Linked DNA regions of Mus musculus: all the other regions are linked to region 2. Evidence: chromatin contacts called from public ChIA-PET, Hi-C, HiChIP or PLAC-seq and promoter capture Hi-C data. All regions are on one chromosome and are shown on one strand. Each heading gives the region's core, a stretch centred on a gene start, on an enhancer-like site or on the middle of the called end of the contact. The rest is flanking DNA. Distances are from core to core; before and after follow the strand shown.

Region 1 (2,700 bases), core at 126-2,625, 450 kb after region 2:
GTCTTTGGACATGGCTGTCAGTCAGATAAAGGGCTTGGACCCCTCAAACTCCAACCTTCATCCTTCCGTCTCTGAATCCTGATCTCAGACACTGAGCCTCTCTCACACCCACCTAGACATTCCATGGAGCCCACCCCCTGATTGCCAGGGCCTCTCTGTTCCCATAGCTGCCTGTGTGGTTACTTCTATTTCCTGGATTTTTCAGCCATGATCCACCACAACATCTTTAATATTCCGGGAAAACTCTCCCACCCACCCTCCAATCCTAGGTCAAGTGCTTTTTCTAAAATGGAGCTCTGATTGCTACAGGTCCTTACTCAAACCATTCAGGGGCTTTCTCCTGGGCGTAAGCTTAAAGCCCAGCCCTCCCCCCCCCTTCCGATTTTTTGTTATAACTCTTCCTGTCAGTCTTTCCTCCAGTCTAGTTAGGGTCCCACAGGGCTTTTTCTCATAGGTACTGAATCTTTCTTCTCTGGGCATATAAAGTTATGTTTCCAGGGCCTATCATTGTCCTCTGTACCCCTCCTCCCTTGTTCCGTGGTTTTATACTCCGTTTTCTCTAGGACAAGGCTTCCTGGGCCTTACCCAGCCCAGCACTTCACCCCAGGAACACAGTGTTGGAATGGGTTCATTCCACACCATTTATGTATGGCCTACTGTTAGTGTTCCCAAGTAGATCACAAGTCTGCAAGGGCAGTACGATCCAACCTGCTCCTGTAACGAGTCGTTTTTAGCTCCTTGTGTTTGATAATATTGAGTAAGTATGGTGCCACTTGCATGGATAGCACTGTTAAGAAACTAATGACAGTTCATTTGTAACTGAGTGCTTTTGACATATGAGGCATTCCGCTAAGTGCTTTACAAGAATGACGTGGACACCTCACACAACCCTATTAAGCAGAGCTTATTTACTCTTTGTGACAGATGAGCAGACTGAGGCACAGAGAGGTTAAGCAACACAGAAGCTAAGGCTATGAACCTAGGCTGTCTCTGGGGTCCAGATTATGCTAGAGTGAAGCACAATGTGGAGGTTTGTTATAGAAATAGACTCAAGTCTCCAGCGAAGCGTTTTGCTATTGTTTACCGGGCGAAAGACGCGTCCCCGGGAGCCTGGGCTTTGGGAGGGGCCCTTGGGGCGCGAACCCCAGGTTAACTTTCCATCAGCTCATCCCAGGTGGTCCGCAGCTGCGTGCGGGTGCAGCCAGAGAGCGCCGGGGCGGTGGGCGGGGCGTTCCGGGGGCGTGTCCCCGTGAGGCCACCGCCTTCGCCCTTGCTCGCCTCGCGGGGAGCTGCGGGCCAGGCCGGAGCTGGAGGGCGGGGCCTGGGGCGGGGCGGGAGCAGGACGGCCTGAGCCGCTGCGGGAGGCGAGGAGGAAGCCGTGCGTCTTGGGAGGCGTGCGGGACACAGGACCGGCGAGCGTTCGGTTGCTGGGAGCTGCGGGGCCCCGGGCGAGGTGAGCGCGGGCGGGCGGGCGCGGATCCGGGTTGGGGGCGCGGGGACTGTGGCGTGGCGATCGGCGTCCCGCCCCGGGCCCAAGCCCCTTTCTCCGTCGGAGCCGGATCGCGCCGGGCGGGCTCAGCTTGCCGCAAGCGGAGCCCCGAGCCCCTTTTCGGACCCTTTTCTTTGCCAGTGTCTCAGACTCAACCGCCGGGGAGGTAAAACAATAGCGGGCCACCTGGGACGCGGCGCGCCCCGGCTCCCACGGTCGGCGCCCCGAGTCGCGGCCCCGCGCCAGCCCCGTGGCGACCCGCGCTGCCGAGGGTGGGGCTGCCTGCCGCGCCCCGCTCCGTAAACCGTGACGGGAAAAGCCCGCGAGTGAGAGAGGCATTTGGTGAAAGTGTTTTGAGAACAATCATAATTGCCCTGCTCTGGGCGGGGAAACTGAGGCGTGGGGAACGGAAGGTAAGATTTGTACAAGGTCAGGATGCACACATGGGCTGCCCTCGCCCAGGGAAGGGACCCAGGTGGCTCGGCTGGCCAGTCGGGTGCTTTGGCCTCTCTCGGTTTTGCGGCGGTTGTGTTGGCCTTAGATAAATGTCTGTTGTGTTTGTTTTAGGAATCTGCGGGCTTTTGTGGGACCACTCTCGAGCTATCAAATGCCAGCTTACTTCGTGTGCCCTGGGAGGTTCTGGGGCAGGTGACGGTACCGTGACCTCTCACTATGGATGGAGATGGACTTTTTGATGAAGAAATCCGAAGTGTCTTTACCAATCCGGGTGTTTTGGCTGTCTTGGGTTTTGACAAAACCTGCCTGGTTCCCTTTGGGGGATCCGAATGAGCGATCTCAGACACCTTCACTGCGAAGCCAAGGACATTTCTGTATAATCAGCGCATGAAAGGATTTTCTCAGACTCTTTCCTCCCGTTTTCCTCGAGGATTAATCCACCAGAATCCATAGTTCCGGTGGAGTCTGCAAGGCATATACAATGTGGCAGAAACCTTGAGCGCCTTCGGAATTGCTCTGGCCCCTGCCTTAGGCATAGAGGACTCTATTGCACACGCCACGCCACTCCCCTCCCCTGCCCCCAACTCCCTCCTTCTGACTACTCTGTCTTTGACTGGCTCTCATTTTCCCTGTGAAGTTCTGTTTCCAAACTGTTCCCTGGAGCTATAAGTGGATTGGCAGTAATGAGAGATTAGGCGGTGGGAAAAGCACGGTGCCCTGTGCAGTGTCCTTTTCCTGCTGCCGCTGCCGCCGAC
Region 2 (2,700 bases), core at 46-2,545:
TTTTTTTTCTTTTAATTTCATCTTTTCATAGTTTGGGGCTCTTTCCACCGAAGGCCCATACTTCGTAAAAGCATAGGCTTCGACAGCTATGCCTATACTATGACATCTCTAATAAAGAGGTCCCTGAAACAGTGATGCATGGGTTGAAATCATATATGGAAGACTGTAAAGGAAAACAGTGAGATAGACAGAGGCTTACGCATCTGAAGAATGGGAACAGATAGCAACTACGGAGCCATGCTATTACAATTTTTGGATTCAGAGATCAGTCAGTGCCTTAGACCCCATGTGTAGGAAACAGTCTCCAAATGAATGAATCTGAGACTCTTGGCAAATTCTTTAAGGCGTCAAAGAAATAATTATGCTCAGGGACCAGGTGTGCCCAACTTTTTAACTAGTCGGACCTACAAGGGACTTGTCCCAGTGACATCCTCCACTGCCCCATTGTGACCAACCAGGAGCTCCCCTTGATTGTAAAAACAAATGCCAAACTTGCTCTGTAGGCCACCCCCCGCAACCCTGACAACTTCTGTTACTGTAGAATTCTGGTGAGGTGTGTCTCTCCGGTCTTGGTCTTGAATGATTCAAAGCAGCTTCCACCCGGGAAACTCAGTGGAGCTCCGCGGAGCAGCAGTTCTAAACTTTTCAGTTAAGTTTAGTTCTGGAACCAGACACGGAGGTACCCTTGCCCTGGAAAATGCCAGAAGCTAGCCAGCTGAGAGGGTTCTGGTTCCGAGCACGCTGTACGTAAGAGATTCCAGGGCAGAAAAAATACTTGGAAAACCCAGAAAGGAAACTGACCCGGTGGCCGCTGATTCGCTATAGCCTCTGCAACCGAGAGCCTGCCTACAACTTCCAGAATGCTTCGGGCTACACCTCGGCCGACTGACAGTACCACGCACCAATGGGAGAACCCTATCTGAGTTTGGGGTGGAGCCTCAGCGCAGGCTTTTCAACGATCCAGAGGCCTCTCCGGCGGCAGGAGCTCACATTCGTGACGCCAACCACATTACGCCGCTCACTCCCAGACTCCTCCTCCCGGTTCTGCACGAGGCCCTCCCTTGCTCCCTCTCCTTTCGCCGCGCGAGTGGCCGGCGAGGATGTGGACCTTGCTGAACTTATTGGATGACAGTGATGTCACTCTGGAGGACGACATGGCTCCGAACTGCGAGGCCCGCCCCTTTCGGACGGTGATTGGATTCTTCGGAGAATCCTGGTCTGGGATTGGTGTGAGGCGGGGCGACGGCTCTAGGGCCTCCTAGGCAAACCAGAGAGGCGGCTGCCCCTGGCCCCTCACTCTGGGAGAGCCCGAGGACCCACTACCTCATCGCCCGGAGGGCGCGCTTGTGGCGTGGTGGGGGCGGGAGGGAGGGTGACCTTGGAGGACAAGAAATGCTGGGGTCAGGGTGGTGGTGGCAGAATTAGCTGGGGACTAGCTCTAGAAGCGCTTGCGAGGAGGACGATGTGGGTGATCCAGGAGGGTGTGGCTGTGACTGGTGTGGGATGCAGTGGAAAGGAAGGGCCAAACCACAAATCCGGAGATCTGTGGATGGTTCCTCAGAGGCGTTCTCTTTCTGGTTGTCCTTTTACTTGGCAACACGAGAGTCCTCATGGTCAGTGTTCAAGATCTTGGAACTCTGTCTTTGAGTAAATCTAACCTGCATTAGAGGACTGCGCAGGGCCTTTTGTGATACTGGGTACATACGTGGGGAAGATGTCAGAAATCAGGAAGCCGCTTCTGGGTTTCGTGCACAAACTCCAAGATGCGAACGCGTCTGGAAGCTCAGGCAAGACTCATTGTCCTACATGTCTGAGGCTTTTCAAAGTCCCCAGGCTCTTGCCTTGCTTGCACACAGTGTGCACCACGTGTCTGGAAAAGCTGGATCCATTCTCAGTAGTGGACATCCGTGGGGGTGACTCAGATACAAGCTCTGAGGGGTCAGTATTCCAGGACCCCGAGTTATGTAGCCTGCAGCCACAGATCGGCATCCTCTGTCCGGTATGTGATGCTCAAGTGGACCTGCCCTTGGGTGGAGTGAAGGCTTTAACGGTAGACCACCTGGCCATGAATGATGTGCTGCTGGAGAACCTGCGTGGGGAAGGCCAGGGCCTGGTGTGTGACCTGTGCAGCGACAGAGAAGTAGAGAAGAGGTGTCAGACCTGCAAAGCCAATCTCTGCCACTTCTGCTGCCAGGCTCATAGGTAAAGAGGGAGTACCCCGTTTATTGTGGCGTAAGAGTAGAGTGCAAAGAAAGCAAGACACAGATCCCTTTGGTGAGCAGGTCAAAAAGAAGGCTTTCGCAGACACTGTCAAAGTGCAAAGAACACTGTGCAAACAGATCGCAAGCTCTAGAACGGAGGTTAGCACCGCTGACCTGATAGCTGTAGTAACAAAAGCAGGGCAGGTTTCGGTTTATAGAGCACCTTGAGTTTTCTTCTATCACCAATTGTTTAATCTATTGAAAACGGACCGTGTGCTGGAGAGAGGATTACTGTGCTAGCATACACCCTGCGCTTGATCTCATCTGATCATTGTAACTCTTACCGAAAGGTGGGTGCTACTTCACCCCTCTTTAGTAAATGAGGAGATGGAAGCCCAGCAGTGGTTTGTGTTTCGCCCAAGTCCCACAGCTGGTAATCATGTAACTGAACCGAATCCTCAGTTCAGACCTAGTTCCTTCTTCTTTGCTCTTTTTACTA
Region 3 (2,700 bases), core at 194-2,693, 310 kb after region 2:
GTTCTGAAAGTGCCATGGGGAGGTGAGTATGGATGTGCTCCCACCAATGTAAACGCCACTCGCATGCTATTTTCAAACTTTGCATATCTATGAGGTGAGTTATTTACACACAGAGAAAATGAGTGGCTGGTGGTGTTATGGTATTATAGACAAGGTTCTACCATGCCAAAGACTTCATAAATAATATCTAACTTACTACTTTCATTATATATACATATACAGCCATAAAGAAAGGAAGGGGCTCCCATGTAGCCCAGCATGACCTTGAACTCCTACCTCAGTCTCCCCAGGGCTGGGTTATAGGCATGCACCGCCACGCCTGGCATATTCTCCTAGTTTGCAAACATTTCTATTAGCAATAAATAATTATATCACATTTAAAATCTTCATTGGATTCTATTTTCCTGGTTTTTCTTTTTCATTTCTGATGAATGCCATTTATTATTATGAAGATTGCTGTAAAACAAATGATGCTTTCACTATGAGTGTGGCAGGCAGCTTTACGTCAGAGATGAAGAGTAGCAGTCGGAGTTTCAAGTGAGCCCTCTAATTCCTAGGCTTGGTTTTGAGATGTAACAGTGAAAGAAACCACTATGCCCAAGGAGAGGAGAGTATGAATCACGGTGTTACAAACTAACTTCTCAGGTGGGCTGGATTGCTCAGCACTTAGGCAGTCCTCCTACAGAGGACCTGAGTTAGGTTCCCAGCACCCACGTTCAGGGTATGGAAGCAGACTTGGGGAGGTTTACAGCAACGCTAAACTCCAGTTCCAAGGGACCCCAAACTCTTCTGATCTCTGAGGACGCCTGCATTCACATTCACATATCCACACATACTCATAATTAAAAATAAAAATAGTCTTTTAAAAATAAAAATAGTAAGCTCTTTATCTTTCAGTGTTTTATTTAAATATTTTATTACATTTATTTATTCTGGCATGTGTGTGTGTGGCATGTGTGTGTGTGTGTGTGTGTGTGTGACACACATGTGTGCCAGGAGGTGTCAGTTCTTTCCTTCTGCCACCTGGGTCCCCGGGATTAAACTTAGGTCGTTAAGCTTGGCAGCAGGCATGCTAAGCTGCTGGCCATTTTGCCAGCCTATAGCTTATCTTGAATCAAACAACATTCTCTCGTCATTTGTTCTAGAAGCTCAAAACAGGGATAGCAGTGTGTCTCTTCTTTCAAAGTCCAGTTATTAACAAAATCTACTAACCTGTCATTTCTCAATCAGTTTTCTCTGTAGACTAGTGGTGGACTGTTCTGATAATGAGCCTACACTCTTAGAAAGACTATGTATTTCAATTGTGTGGTGACTTGTAATATTAAAATATTTAAAGCTATGTCCTTTTACAGTTTTGGGTAACCACGGTCTTGTCTGCTGGAAGAGCACCCGGGTTTCAAAGCCATCTAGTTTGTTTTTCTTACTGCTTCCACCTGCGTTTCCGTTTCATCTCTCACCCCATCTGTGGCTGCTAATCCCGAAGAGCACCTTCGCTGCACTGCTACAGTGAAGCCTCAAAGCTGTTAAAACATCAACAAGAATGCGAGCTTGCAGGGCTGTGGAACAGCGAGGCGATCCTCATTCTCCGCGGATGAAGGACATCTCCCTCCGTGCGTGCTTGCCTCCTTGGGTCATTCATACAAACATCCTGTCTCCAAGTCCACCGTTGAAATCCAAGCCAGCCTGCAACATTGCATACTTACAGCCCTGGCATTCTGTCGACTTCTGCAATTGGGATAGCAACATTTTGTTCAGCCATTGGAAGTGTCCTCTTCTGTTACAAAATCAGTCTTTCCCACTTGTATCTGCCCAGTCCCAGTATGCAGGGACAGGCGAAAGGTGAGGCTGGTGACTGTATTGCATGCAGTCACCCTCTGCACTTAGAACTCGAAAGGAAACAGGACAGTATTTAAATATCGCAGTCCAAATGTCCAGCGTCCCAGGCTTGTAATAATGGAGACACTGTCATCACACAAACGTCCAAAAGAAATGCTGAGTGGAGAGATTGGTTAGAGTGTTCTCAGAAATCTTGGGGTTTACTTCCTCCTAGAAGTCAGGAACAGGATGCTGTGGACTGTCAATGGGTCATTAACTTGACATTCATTGGCCCTTTTGTTGACAGAATTGAGGGGGGTGGGCTTATTCTCCTGCCTACCACTAAGATTCATTCTAGGGAAGGCGTAAAATGCAGGGCAGCTGCTTAGAAACCATGGGCAGCGCAGTCCCGAGCCCTGCATTTACCAGCATGGAACAGGGAAGGTGATCCACAACTGTGGGCCCAATAGGCCCTCAAGAGGTTTGAATTGACCCTCAGTCCTGGCGTCTGGAAATCCATCATTCCACATAGACACAGACACCCGAGCTGAATGAGTAATTAGTATGGTTTAGAAAATTCAATTCAACAAGCAGTTATTGAGTGCACTGTGAGCACACAGTGTTCAGGACCAGGTGCTGGCGGAGGGAGGAAACAAGGGTGGGAGAGACTATGCAGTCATCTACGAAATGCTGCTCATTCCCAGAAGTGCTCAGGCCTGGCAGCGAGACAAAGCCTACGTAGGAAATAATGAGAAAATACGAGAGACAGTGTCTGATATTTAAAACCATAGGCTGAATGTAAATCAGACCTGTGGCCTCAGCACGGGCGATGGATCAGATGGGGTGGCAAGGAGCCTGTCGGTGAATGATTAACGGGTCCAGGGG
Region 4 (2,700 bases), core at 93-2,592, 390 kb after region 2:
AATTAGCAGCCCAGGCAGTGTTGGAGGGAGATGGAAGTCTAGTGGGTGGCCTTTGTCTCCTTTTGTTTCTACTTTGTCCCTTTCTCGAGTCCCTTTAGGTAGTGTCCCTTAGAAGCAAGGAAACCCTCGTGGGAGACAGAAGAGTGGACAACTCTGTGGCCTGTTTCTGTTTCTGCATCATGGGGCAGGGCACTCTGAGAAGCAAAGCCAGAAATTTGTCTGAGCAGAGCATTGTGCAACCACTTCATCTCCAGTGGCTCCCCTCTTTCTCATAGCTACTCTATGAGATGGGCACAGTGGCACCTGCACTGAGGAGCCAAGGACCGGTGCCAATCAGGAGCTAGCTTGCTCATGGGGAGTGGGAAAGCAGGTTAGAGACCAGTGTTAGGCTTACTCATAAGCTCAAGTTCTCAGCCAACATGCTGCAGGCACATCACTGCCCCACCTTTAATCCCAGCACGGTGTGTGTGTGTGTGTGTGGGGGGTGCATGGGGGGTGTGGGGCGGGGAAGATACAGAGGTAGGTGGATCTCTGAGTTCAATGCCAGTTTAGTCTATATTGGAAGTTCTTGGGATCTAGGGTTGCATAATGAGACCTTGTCTTGAGGAGGAAGAGGAGGAGGTAGAAGAGGAAGGGGGAAGAGGAGGAAGAAAAAGGAAGAGAAAGGGAAGAGGAGGAGGAAGAGAAAGAGGAATCATTTCATTCTTTGGTCACTCTAGGTGCACGCCAGTGACCACACTTGGGTATTTTCAATATAAAAGAAACTTCTAGACGATGACGTTGGCGGACTCCCATTCCTTGTCAGAAAGGAAAGGCAAGAACCAACCCTTTCATCTACCATCTCTTCCTCTTATTTCCATTGCTTTGCCTAGTTAAACCATCAGCTCCACCCTGCAAAGGGATGGAAGGAATTCCAGAAAAGAAAGAGCCAGTGGTAGTTGGAGATGGTGGCCTGTATCGTTTGATCCTCTTTACTTGGGGACAGAGGATTGCTGGGTGAGCACCAGCTGAACTGAGTGCCTGGACCCCGCCCTGCCGGCCTCTCGCCCTTTTGCTTCTTCCTTTTAGCTTCCATTTCTCCTCCCTACCTCCCCCTCCTGCCTTCCCCTTCCACACATGTGAAGTGTGCTTCTGTGCAAACCTCCTCTTTGAAAAGGTCACAACACTCCCAGCTGTGGCAAGGAAGATGTACGGAACACATTTGCATCTTTTCTCGGTTGTTGTCCTAATTACACATAATAAAGGTATTTAGTTCTAGAAGAATAGCTGGTGAGCCTGAACTATCATAAAAAGGCCCTGCCAAGAGCCATTTCCTTTATCAAGAGACAACTTGCTTACAGACAGTGGGAAGCTGTGATTCATCCTCAAACCACAGTGTTGCTACAAGAAATTTCGATTCATGGGAAGTGGCTGTTGCACAAACTTTTAAGAAATGACAATGTCCCAAGCTCTTGCCTGGTTTCTGTGACTACCACCAATGCCTTAACTAAATGTATGGTGACAGAAAACCACCACAGCACACACCGGGACTCATTTATCAAGGAGCAGCAACCTTTGATTGCACAGGCTGCCCGTTTTTCTAAATAAAATTTTATCTGAACACGGCAGTCACTGACATAGCTATTATGGCTGTCTTTGCACTCCAGCAATAGAGCTGGGTGGTTGCAACAGATGTCTTACAATACCTGCAAATTCTACAATGCTAACAGATGAACGTTGGTAGATAGTACGCTAGCCCCTGTCTTGTCAGGTGACAGGTAGGCAGCATAGGGTTAGGCTGTGCTATGTTCCTCTGTGGGGAGGTGTATTAGTCAGGGTTCTCTAAAAAGGAGCAAAATTGGTGGAATGAATACAAATATATTTAATAGGAATTTATTACAGTGGTTTACAGGCTGTTGCTGACTGACCCAACAATGGTTATCTCCTGACAGAAAGGCCAGTAATTGTTCAGTCCACAAGACTGGAATGTCTCAGCAATCTTGGTCTGGTACTCGAGTCCCAGGGAATCCCAGAGAGCTGCTGGTCTTCAGTCTACATTGGAATCCCGAGAAAGTGAGTTCTAACACCTGCTAAGGAGAGTGAGAGCAAGCTGAAGTGGAAATTGTTGGTTTCTTTGGAGACTCGGCTGTGTCATGTGATGTTTTTCTGGAAGGGCATGTGATGTTTTGCCGTAGTGGATGTTTGAGCGGTCACGTGACATTTAGAAAGACTATAAATATAACGTCACAGAGAGTTAAGAGGATGCTCTTGCATTGGCTCACCTTGCAACACTTTGCTGGTCTTGAGTGGTCTTCAGGTGTCATGACTTTGTATGGAGAAACGAGCCAGAGAATTTCACGTGGGATTCCAGCTGCTTCTTGCCCCTTCTACAAACTCATGGTGACTCAGCAGAGCCTCAAGACGTCTTCTGGATCGAGCCATGGCTACTGATTCATGTGTGGTGTTTTGGACTGGACTGCTGATATCCTGACAATGCGAAGATTAGAATCGCCCCCAAAGAACTACTTCTAAACAGCTCCACCCCCCACCCCACCCCCACCCCGTTTCCTATTAACCTTTCTTTTCCCCTTCTTCTGGTAGGTGGGCTAGAAGGGAGGTTGAAGCATTTAAGAACTCTTATTAAAGCAGGCAAAAAAGCAAAAGCTTCCTTTAATCAAGGCCTCTTATGTGGACTACCACCAATAAGTGTGGCCCATCTCT
Region 5 (2,700 bases), core at 18-2,517, 340 kb after region 2:
TTGCTGTGCTTTTTTGTTGTTGTTGTTTTGTTTTGTTTTGTTGGTTTTTTGAGACTGGGTTTCTCTGTATAGGCCTGGGTTTCCTGGAACTCACTCTGTAGACCAGGCTAGCCTCGAACTCAGAAATCCACCTGCCTCTGCCTCCCCGAGTGCTGGGATTAAAGGTGTGTGCCACCATGCCTGGCTAGTTGCTGTGCTTTTGTTCAGTTCAAAATAAGTTTAATTTCTCTGAGATTTTATTCTTTGACTCTTGTGTCACATCATGTCCATATTTTAAAAGAATCTCAGCTATCCTCTCATTAATGGCTCCTAGGTTCGTTCCATTGTGTTCTGAGTCTCCTGATCTTCTTGTCTCCAGCTGTGAGGGTGAAGCCATCTCTCCTCCTGGTTGCTGCCCCACAGGTGTAAGCCCCACTGTTGGGTGTGGGCAAACTACACATCCTTCTACTGTTTTAGAGAAGTGACAACTTTACTAGTTCATAATGTGCTCTTAATCTCACATAACATTTGTCAGCCTGAAGACTGCCTGAAATCAGTAAGTTATCCCACTTTCCTTTGAGTCATATTAGTGTAGTATCTCTGTCTCAGTTCAATTACATTGGAATCTACAATAGGAGCTGGAAATGGCGCAGCAGTTAAGTCACTACAACATTTGTAGCATTTCCTCTTTCTTGTCTATTGGTCTTTTGTTGTCTTCTGGCTGCTTTGGTTTTAATTGAGCTCTGTGTATTATGTTGCTCTCTCCCCTTTCTTGGCTTATCATTACACTTTTGTTTTATGGTGATTATATTACATTATAGTTTACAGTACATATTCAGAGAAAATCCAAAATCCAGGTCTACTTTTAAGTAATATGCCACTTAGTGGGTGACATAATTTCTTGTTAGTAATAAAGTAATTCCAATTCCATCCTTCCATCCTTGTTAAATTGCTGTGCCTCCTTTCACTTACACATAAAAGTGCACATGTATGTGAACATGCATGCACACAAGCTCACATGCCCATATATACACACATGTACACGCAGAATCAAATACCTTGTTGTGGTTAACTACTGCTATATGCTATGACAATTAAGAATAGGAAAGAGAAGTGGGTTTTGTATTCATTTATTCTCTAGTTTCTAAAAAAAAAAAATTTATATAGTTGAAACTTCTGATCTTTGTGGTTTTCTTTTTTTCTAAAACATCCCCTTAATCTTTCTCGAATGTCAAGTCTGCTGTAACAACTTCCTTCAAGTTTCGTTTCTTACAAAAATATCACTTTACCACTCACTGGGACTCAACTCTTGGCAGGGATCCAGATGAGCTCTTGCCCACCAACCCTCTCAGCCTTGTCTTCTGGCCATTTTGTTAGCCACCAACCCTCTGAAACACTTTCTACCAAAGACCCCCCAGTGGCCACATTGGGCTGGGAAGCACAAAGATGGTTTTCACTAGTCTTGAGTCTGCCATTCTGATCTCTTCTGATCTACTATTCTTAGTTCTGTAGCAACCTGCCTGTAGGAGTCCCAGCTCCCACCCTACCTATACTCCTGAGAACCCCAGGCTCCCTAGCTCTTTCCTGCCTCCCCTCTCAGCCTTTCTTCTGGCCCATCTCCATTCCTTTGTGTCCCACTGACCCCAATGACTTTCTACCAAGGACCCTAGGGCCTCCATACTTGCCTTGAATCCAAAGTGGGCAACAACAACAGAACACCCTCTCAACAAAGGCAAGATCAGGTATCTATATCAAGAAACATCACAAACATCATAACTCCAAATGTCTATATCTATATGTAAAAACACAAATGTGAACAGCCAAGACAATATGCCTCCTTCAGGAGCCAGTAACCCTACTGCAATAGGCCCTGAGAAATGCAAGTTAGCTGAAGCACAAGACAAGGACTTCAGATAGCAATTTTAAAAAATTTAAGGGCCTCAAAGAGGATCTGAATAAATGCCTTAATGAAGACCATGAAAGCACAAACTGTTAAGTGAAGTGATGAGAGGTGAGAACAATTCAAGACTGGAAAGGAGAACATAGCAAAGGATTAGGATTATTGAAGGAACCTAAGCAGAAATAAAACTGAAGATGAAAAAGTTAGGGTGTAAAAAACAGAAGTAAACCCAAACATTGTCAGAGGTGAGTCTCACCAGTGGAAGTTCAGGGACAACAAAGTAGAAGAGGTGGAAGGCTCAGGCAAAGAACATGGGCAGTCTAAAAAGGCCCAGGTGCACAGAACACATAAAGTGTGAAAGGAGAAGAAACCCTGGGCAAAGGCACAGAAAACACTTTTAACAACATTGTAGATGCGTTCACCCAATCTAAAAAAGGAGATGCCTACCAAGAAACATGAAGCATACAGGACACCAAACAGATGGAACCAGAAAAGGAAGTCCACATGCCACATATTAATCGAGACACTAAATGTACAGAACAAGAAAGCATACTAAAATAAAAGCTACAAGGGGAAAAAAAGATCAAATCATATATAAAGGTGGGTCCACTAGAATAATACCTGACTTTTCAATGGAGACTCTGAAAACCAGAAGAGCCTAGCTAGATGTTCTACAAACTCTGAGAGACCACAGATGCCAGCCCAGACTACTATGCCCAGAAAATCTATCAGTTGCAACTGATGAAGAAAAATAAAAATGAAAGCAATTCCTATCTACCAATCCAGTTCTACAGAAGGCACTAGAAAGAAAACCTCACTCT
Region 6 (2,700 bases), core at 108-2,607, 500 kb after region 2:
CTTCTTAGAGGTGGCATTAATAATTTAACATTTATTAATCATCTCTAGGCCATTTCTATTTTGGGTACCTACTGGAGGAGATTCGCTTTTTTTTTTTTAAAGACTGAAAAGATGAATGGATGATACCCTTGCCCTTGAGTCTCTCAGTAGGTGGGCCTTCTGTTGGTTCTTTCTACCCTTAATTTGGTATCCTTGCTTCTAAAGCCTTGCCCTCTGCTCTCTCTTCCAGCTGCCCCTAGAGCAATGATTTAGAAATATGAATCCAATCCATCTCCCTGTTTACCTCAGCGCCTCCCTCAACTCCCTGGTCCTGGAGGAAGATTATTAATATGTCCCTCAGTGCCCTCTCCTAACTGAAATGGAAGTGCCCTGAAGTTACAGGATAGATCTAGGCTGGCTTCCTGCTCAGCCTGGAACAGCAGTGATGCTGTCCTGTGTCAAGTTCCACCCCACATCCTTTGAGACATAGTCCAGATACACCCTTATCCCCCAGCTTCTATGAAGCTTTTTGGACCAGGCTGGAGGGGTTTCACCTGGCACCCCACTGCCAATCATATAGTATAGTATAGTAGTCGCTGTCATTTCTATTGGGAATACCAACTTAGGTGAAAGTTACTTATCCTTCCCTCACATTTGTGCCTTAGTGCCCGTCACATGATTGGCTCTGAAACCACAGTGAGGGAGAGGGGAACTTCTGCCCTGGTTAGCTTTGCTGCGTAACGAAGCACTCCAAGACTCAGCAGCTTACAGCAGAGATGGTGGATTGGAAAGTTTGGGTTAAGCACAGTAGGTGTGGCTGAGGCCTTAGCTAGGGAGGAGTCTAGGCTGGGAGATACACTGCATAATTGGATCATAATCACCACCCCTAATCCCAGTACCCTCTTTTGTCTCACCACCTCTGCTCATGTTTTCTTCTGAAGGGACAGTTGTGAGACGCATACAGGTCCATGTGCCTGTGGCATTACACAGTGATCCTCGGCTATCTCTGCACGGCCTCCCCACCCCCACCCCGTATCATATCTAGAGCCTGGTTAGTGCAGGTGCCTCTAGCCCCTCTTGGCTCACCCTCCAGTCAGTCCTTGCCTCAGGCTCTGCCTCTGCACTGTACCAGCACCACAGCACCAGCTCACAGTTGAGACTCCCCGTTGCAGTCACCAATGTGTTGGCTTTAACACCTTTTGTGCCCTTTGCTATCCGGAGACTGTATGTCTTGAAGCTGGCCTGGTTTAGGTTCCCCTGGACACTTCGGGCTCTCTGAGTGCCCCACCATTTCCTTTAGAGCAAGCTAGGCTACAAGGCAGATGGACAATTTATCACTTATCTCGGAGATTCACCAAGCCACGGCGCCGGGGAAAGCCATTAGTCATGTTCGGTGTCATGGAGAAAGTTACTTAACCTTGAAGACCATTTCCTCCTCTGGTAAGTGTGGCTGTAATGAAATCAACCTCATTCAGTCGAGGAGGAGTCCAGGTGAGGTGACTCGAGGAGAGCTGTGAGGACAGGCCCTTCACCGGCCTCATTCATCTTCATCTTCAAGTGCCATGTACTTGGTGCTAATCTAAAAACTGAGGGGAAACGAGAAAATGGAGAACAGGAAACGTCGCTGATCTTGTAACAGGAGAGAGGCAGCCCTGCCCTCACCACTCGGCCGCTCAGTACAGTGTTGTGAGTGCCTCGTTACTTTCCAGGGACAGGGCTCCAACACATTCTCACTGTGTACATATGCTCCGTGTATCTTTTGCATCTTTAACCCGAAGTGAAACGTTATGTTCCCTTTAATACTTCTAAACTTAGAGCTTTCACGAGACCCATTTTTAGATCAATATCTCATATTGGTAGGAGATGAAATTTTAAAATACTCATTTGTTGGTTTTCAAGTATTATTTGTTCTCCAGGGTTCCCCAGGAGACTGGTACATGGTGCATCATCCCCATGTTCTATTTCTATACATGTATGTATGTATGTATGTATGTGCAGGTATGTGTGTGCATGTGTGTGTATGCACACACCTGGAGGTCAGAAGTTAACCTCCGGTGTTGTTCCACAAGCACCACCAACTGTTTTGTTTTTTATTTTAAATTCTATTTTATGCCTATGGGTGTCTGTGCACCATGTGGGTGCCTGGTGTCTGCGGATGTCAGAAGAGGTTTTCGGATTCCTTGGAACTAGAATTAACAGATGGTTGTGAGCCGTCATGTGGATGCTGGGAATTGAACTCAAATCCTCTAGAGAGCAGCCAGGGCTCTTATTACTGAGCTAGCTCTCTGACCCCATCAGCTGTGGTTTTTTTGAGATAGTCTCTTACTGGCTCATAGCTCACCAAGTAAGCTAGACTGCCTGGCCAGCAAGGCCCAGCGATCTGCCCATCTCTATCCCCAGAGCTGGGGTTTAAAGTGGGCATTCCCTTGGCAGGGCAGTGGTGGCACACGCCTTTAATCCCAGCACTGGGGAGGCAGAGGCAGGTGGATTTCTGAGTTTAAGGCCAGCCTGGTCTACAGAGTGAGTTCCAGGACAGCCAAGGCTATACAGAGAAACCCTGTCTCAAAAAACAAACAACCAATCAAACAAACAAACAAAATAATAATAAAGTGGGCATTCCCACAGCCAGCCTTTTGTTTGTTTTTGTTTTTCAAGACAGGGTTTCTCTGTGTAGCCCTGGCTGTCCTGGAACTCACTCTGTAGACCAGGCTGGCCTTGAAC
Region 7 (2,700 bases), core at 150-2,649, 360 kb before region 2:
TCTGTGAGGACACTGTCTGGATTGCTAATAGATGTAGGAGAGCCCAGCCCACTTCAGGCAGTACTACCCCCCTAGGCAGGAGAGCCTGGGCTGTTTAAGAAACCTAGCTGAATATGAGTCAATAAGCAACATCCCTTGTTGTTGTGTCCCTGTCCTGATTTCCTCCAACGATGGATTGTGACCTGGAGTAAAGTCAAATTAACTAGCTCTTCCCTAGGTGGCTTTTGGTCAGTTTTATTAATAGCAAAATGTCAAATTAGAAATAGCCCTTTGTTGGGCTGGAGAGATGTTTTAGAGGTTAAGACACTTTCTGCTCTTCCAGAGGTCCTTAGTTCAATTCCCAGAAACCACATGGAGGCTCACAACCATCTATAATGAATTCTGGCCTGCAGGTACACATGCAGGCAAAATACTGTATACATAATAAATCTAAGGAAAGGAGAGGGGAGGGGGAGGGGGGAGACCAAGCCCTTGAATGATTTCTGTCTCTATTGGTTGCCCTAATCACCCCAAGTTGCCCAGACAAGTCTCCAGGGATACATGCTGTTAAGTGCGCAAATGTCTCTCTTCCTGAGCCTCACCTGAACTCTAGGCTTGTTAGCTTCTTCTATTCATTGTCCAGGACATAAAAACATTAACAGGGTCAAGAGTAGATTCCTAAAGTCCCTTCTCAGTAAGTAGTAACACCTCTTCTAGTGGCTCTGGTCAAAAGCTTTGGCATGAAGTCTGACTTTTTTTTTTTTTTCTTTTTCTTTCCTTCCTTCCTTCCTTCCTTCCTTCCTTCCTTCCTTCCTTCCTTCCTTCCTTCCTTCCTTCCTTCCTTCCTTTCTTTCTTTCTTTCTTTCTTTCTTTCTTTCTTTCTTTCTTTCTTTCTTTCTTTCTTTCTTTCTTTCTTTCTTTCATGGTTTTTCGAGTCAGGGTTTCTCTGTGTAGCCCTGGCTGTCCTGGGAACTCACTCTGAAGACCAGGCTGGCCTCAAACTCAGAAATCCGCCTGCCTCTGCCTCCCAAGTGCTGGGATTAAAGGTGTGTGCCACCACCACCCGGCCTGACTTCTCTTATTGTCTCCCAAATGCATGGAACAAATCCATGGTCTACACTGCTGCTCTAAGTCAACAATGCTCTCTTCCGGCTCGTTTCAGTACCCTCCTCCCACCCAGCTGCTCTGTTTCTTCCAACTATGGCTCCCATATACTGTATTCAGCACCCAGAAACCAAAGGAACCCCTTGAAAACAGGCAGACAGGTCATTTTGTAATGCCACTGTCTTCTTGGGGCTTCTTTGTTGCTCAAGATTAGAATTAGTTTTCAGAAGAGACCGTGAGTCTTAAGTGACTAACCTGTTTTATCTCTGGTTTCCTCTCCCTCTGCTCTACTCTGGCTCAATCTGCCCTAAGCCTGCTGTTTTTTGAGTAGGCAGCAGGAAATAGTCAAACTCGGTGAACCACATAGAAACAAAGAGAACATACAAAGAATCAACAAAACCAAAAGCAGGTTCTTTGAGAAAACCTCTAGCCAAACTAACTAAAAGGCACAGAGACAGTAGCCAAATTAACAAAATCAGAAATGAAAAGAGAGATATATAACAACAAACACTGAGGAAATTAAAAAAGCCATCAGATCCTACTACAAAAGCCTATACTCAACAAAACTGGAAAATCTAGATGAAATGGATGATTTTTTAGACAGATAACACGTACCAAAGTTAAATCAGGAGCAGGTAAACTATCTAAACAGGCCCATATCCCCTAAAAAAATAGAAAAAGTCATTAAAAACCTCCCAACCAAAAGAAGCCCAAGGCAGATGGCGTTAGTGAGGAATTCTACCAGACTTTCAAAGAAGAGCTAATACCTGAGGGTTTATGTTTTAAATGTGTGAGTGAGTGTGTGTGTGTGTGTGTGTGTGTGTGTGTGTGTGTGTGTGTGTTGCCTTCCATGTATATCTGTCTACCACCTGAGTACCTGGTTCCCATGGAGGCCAGGAGAGAGTATGGGATCCCTTGGAACTGAAGTTGTAAACAAGATGTAGATTGCCTCATGGTTGCTGGAAACTAAACCCAGGCCCTTTGGAAGAGCCGACTTAACTGCTCTGAGTAGTCCCAACAGCCCGACTGATGTCCTGAATTTAATCTCCAGAACCCAGAGCTGGAAGGAGAGAACCAGTCCCTGCAAGTCATCCCCTGACCTCCACAGGTGCCCCATGGCACCCTCCCCCAATGAAAATGATGAGAACCCCTTCATTTTCCACACCTATGCCAAGCGTGACGAAAATCTTGGCATCCCTTGTTAATGTTCAAGTGTGAACGTCACACTCGCGCATGTGCGAGACACACACACACACACACACACACACACACACACACACACACACCTGCGCACTCGAACATACACTCTCCAGTATGAAGCTAGCCAGTCCTTGTCTGAAGGCATGGGTTTTATTTTGACTTCTGTATACAGCTGCTGGCAAGCAGGTTAGATTTTGAAACAGTATGCCATGAGTCACTTTCAAGTTTTCTAGCCCAGATCCATTTCACAGGAAATAAGATTATACCCAAAGTTGACTAACTTGCCTACAGGTTTACTCCACTCAGCCAGGGGAAGATTAAAGTACAATTTTTGGCCAGCTTCTTACTGGCTAGATTTCACTGTTCTCCCTACCGAAGCCTGTCTTCAAGCTCGCAGTGCAGCCACAGTACCAAAAA

Evidence for each region. Promoter capture Hi-C pulls out the DNA fragments that hold promoters and counts their contacts. Hi-C and Micro-C count contacts between places; a contact is called where the count stands out from the background. ChIA-PET counts read pairs in DNA pulled down with a chosen protein or histone mark. HiChIP or PLAC-seq counts read pairs in DNA pulled down with a chosen protein or histone mark.
Region 1: a contact with region 2 is called in a promoter capture Hi-C map of neural stem cells. The contact joins the promoter of Igsf3 here to the promoter of Trim45 in region 2. A contact is called at or near these places in 4 of 39 promoter capture datasets (cranial neural crest, embryonic stem cells, neural stem cells and 1 more), 3 of 484 Hi-C or Micro-C datasets (CD4 T cells, nephron progenitors and uterus), 14 of 115 datasets of contacts at active chromatin or transcription factors (VIP interneurons, astrocytes, cardiomyocytes and 11 more) and 3 of 9 other capture datasets (adipose tissue, liver and macrophages).
Region 3: an RNA polymerase II ChIA-PET map of effector CD8 T cells shows a contact between it and region 2, with 6 read pairs. The contact joins the enhancer-like site here to the promoter of Trim45 in region 2. A contact is called at or near these places in 3 of 115 datasets of contacts at active chromatin or transcription factors (effector CD8 T cells and embryonic stem cells) and 2 of 9 other capture datasets (adipose tissue and embryonic stem cells).
Region 4: a contact with region 2 is called in a Hi-C map of bone marrow-derived macrophages, with 20 read pairs. The contact joins the enhancer-like site here to the promoter of Trim45 in region 2. A contact is called at or near these places in 2 of 39 promoter capture datasets (both in embryonic stem cells), 6 of 484 Hi-C or Micro-C datasets (bone marrow-derived macrophages, embryonic stem cells, muscle stem cells and 3 more), 18 of 115 datasets of contacts at active chromatin or transcription factors (the SCID.adh cell line, astrocytes, embryonic basal ganglia and 9 more) and 2 of 9 other capture datasets (adipose tissue and embryonic stem cells).
Region 5: a contact with region 2 is called in an RNA polymerase II ChIA-PET map of memory CD8 T cells, with 350 read pairs. The contact joins the enhancer-like site here to the promoter of Trim45 in region 2. A contact is called at or near these places in 5 of 115 datasets of contacts at active chromatin or transcription factors (embryonic stem cells, memory CD8 T cells, regulatory T cells and 1 more) and 3 of 9 other capture datasets (adipose tissue, embryonic stem cells and liver).
Region 6: an H3K27ac HiChIP or PLAC-seq map of acute myeloid leukemia shows a contact between it and region 2, with 2.8 times the contacts expected there. The contact joins the enhancer-like site here to the promoter of Trim45 in region 2. A contact is called at or near these places in 2 of 115 datasets of contacts at active chromatin or transcription factors (acute myeloid leukemia and embryonic stem cells).
Region 7: an RNA polymerase II ChIA-PET map of memory CD8 T cells shows a contact between it and region 2, with 14 read pairs. The contact joins the enhancer-like site here to the promoter of Trim45 in region 2. A contact is called at or near these places in 3 of 484 Hi-C or Micro-C datasets (B cells, cortical neurons and embryonic stem cells), 2 of 115 datasets of contacts at active chromatin or transcription factors (large pre-B cells and memory CD8 T cells) and 1 of 9 other capture datasets (embryonic stem cells).

Annotation. Positions count from the first base shown.
Region 1 is chr3:101,375,750-101,378,449 of GRCm38.p6, forward strand. It overlaps Igsf3 (immunoglobulin superfamily, member 3), which reads left to right and starts at 1,376. Exons shown (of 11, transcript NM_207205.2): 1 at 1,376-1,453; 2 at 2,057-2,700.
Region 2 is chr3:100,921,198-100,923,897 of GRCm38.p6, forward strand. It overlaps Trim45 (tripartite motif-containing 45), which reads left to right and starts at 1,296. Exons shown (of 6, transcript NM_194343.2): 1 at 1,296-2,202. The coding sequence starts at 1,715.
Region 3 is chr3:101,234,923-101,237,622 of GRCm38.p6, forward strand. No RefSeq gene overlaps it. Among named protein-coding and RNA genes, the nearest start is that of Cd2, 52 kb to the right of the region's middle. Within about 2 kb of position 1,444, at least 46 of the 459 cell types and tissues checked have an H3K27ac peak or open chromatin away from gene starts, as enhancers often do. A contact at or near this core is called in effector CD8 T cells, where this site is marked.
Region 4 is chr3:101,312,184-101,314,883 of GRCm38.p6, forward strand. No RefSeq gene overlaps it. Among named protein-coding and RNA genes, the nearest start is that of Gm32803, 17 kb to the left of the region's middle. Within about 2 kb of position 1,343, at least 27 of the 459 cell types and tissues checked have an H3K27ac peak or open chromatin away from gene starts, as enhancers often do. A contact at or near this core is called in bone marrow-derived macrophages, where this site is marked.
Region 5 is chr3:101,264,629-101,267,328 of GRCm38.p6, forward strand. No RefSeq gene overlaps it. Among named protein-coding and RNA genes, the nearest start is that of Cd2, 22 kb to the right of the region's middle. Within about 2 kb of position 1,268, at least 29 of the 459 cell types and tissues checked have an H3K27ac peak or open chromatin away from gene starts, as enhancers often do. A contact at or near this core is called in memory CD8 T cells, regulatory T cells and thymic regulatory T cells, where this site is marked.
Region 6 is chr3:101,418,139-101,420,838 of GRCm38.p6, forward strand. All of the region lies in intron 2 of Igsf3 (immunoglobulin superfamily, member 3), which reads left to right. Among named protein-coding and RNA genes, the nearest start is that of Igsf3, 42 kb to the left of the region's middle. Within about 2 kb of position 1,358, at least 28 of the 459 cell types and tissues checked have an H3K27ac peak or open chromatin away from gene starts, as enhancers often do. A contact at or near this core is called in acute myeloid leukemia, where this site is marked.
Region 7 is chr3:100,557,127-100,559,826 of GRCm38.p6, forward strand. No RefSeq gene overlaps it. Among named protein-coding and RNA genes, the nearest start is that of Gm40106, 17 kb to the left of the region's middle. Within about 2 kb of position 1,400, at least 30 of the 459 cell types and tissues checked have an H3K27ac peak or open chromatin away from gene starts, as enhancers often do. A contact at or near this core is called in memory CD8 T cells, where this site is marked.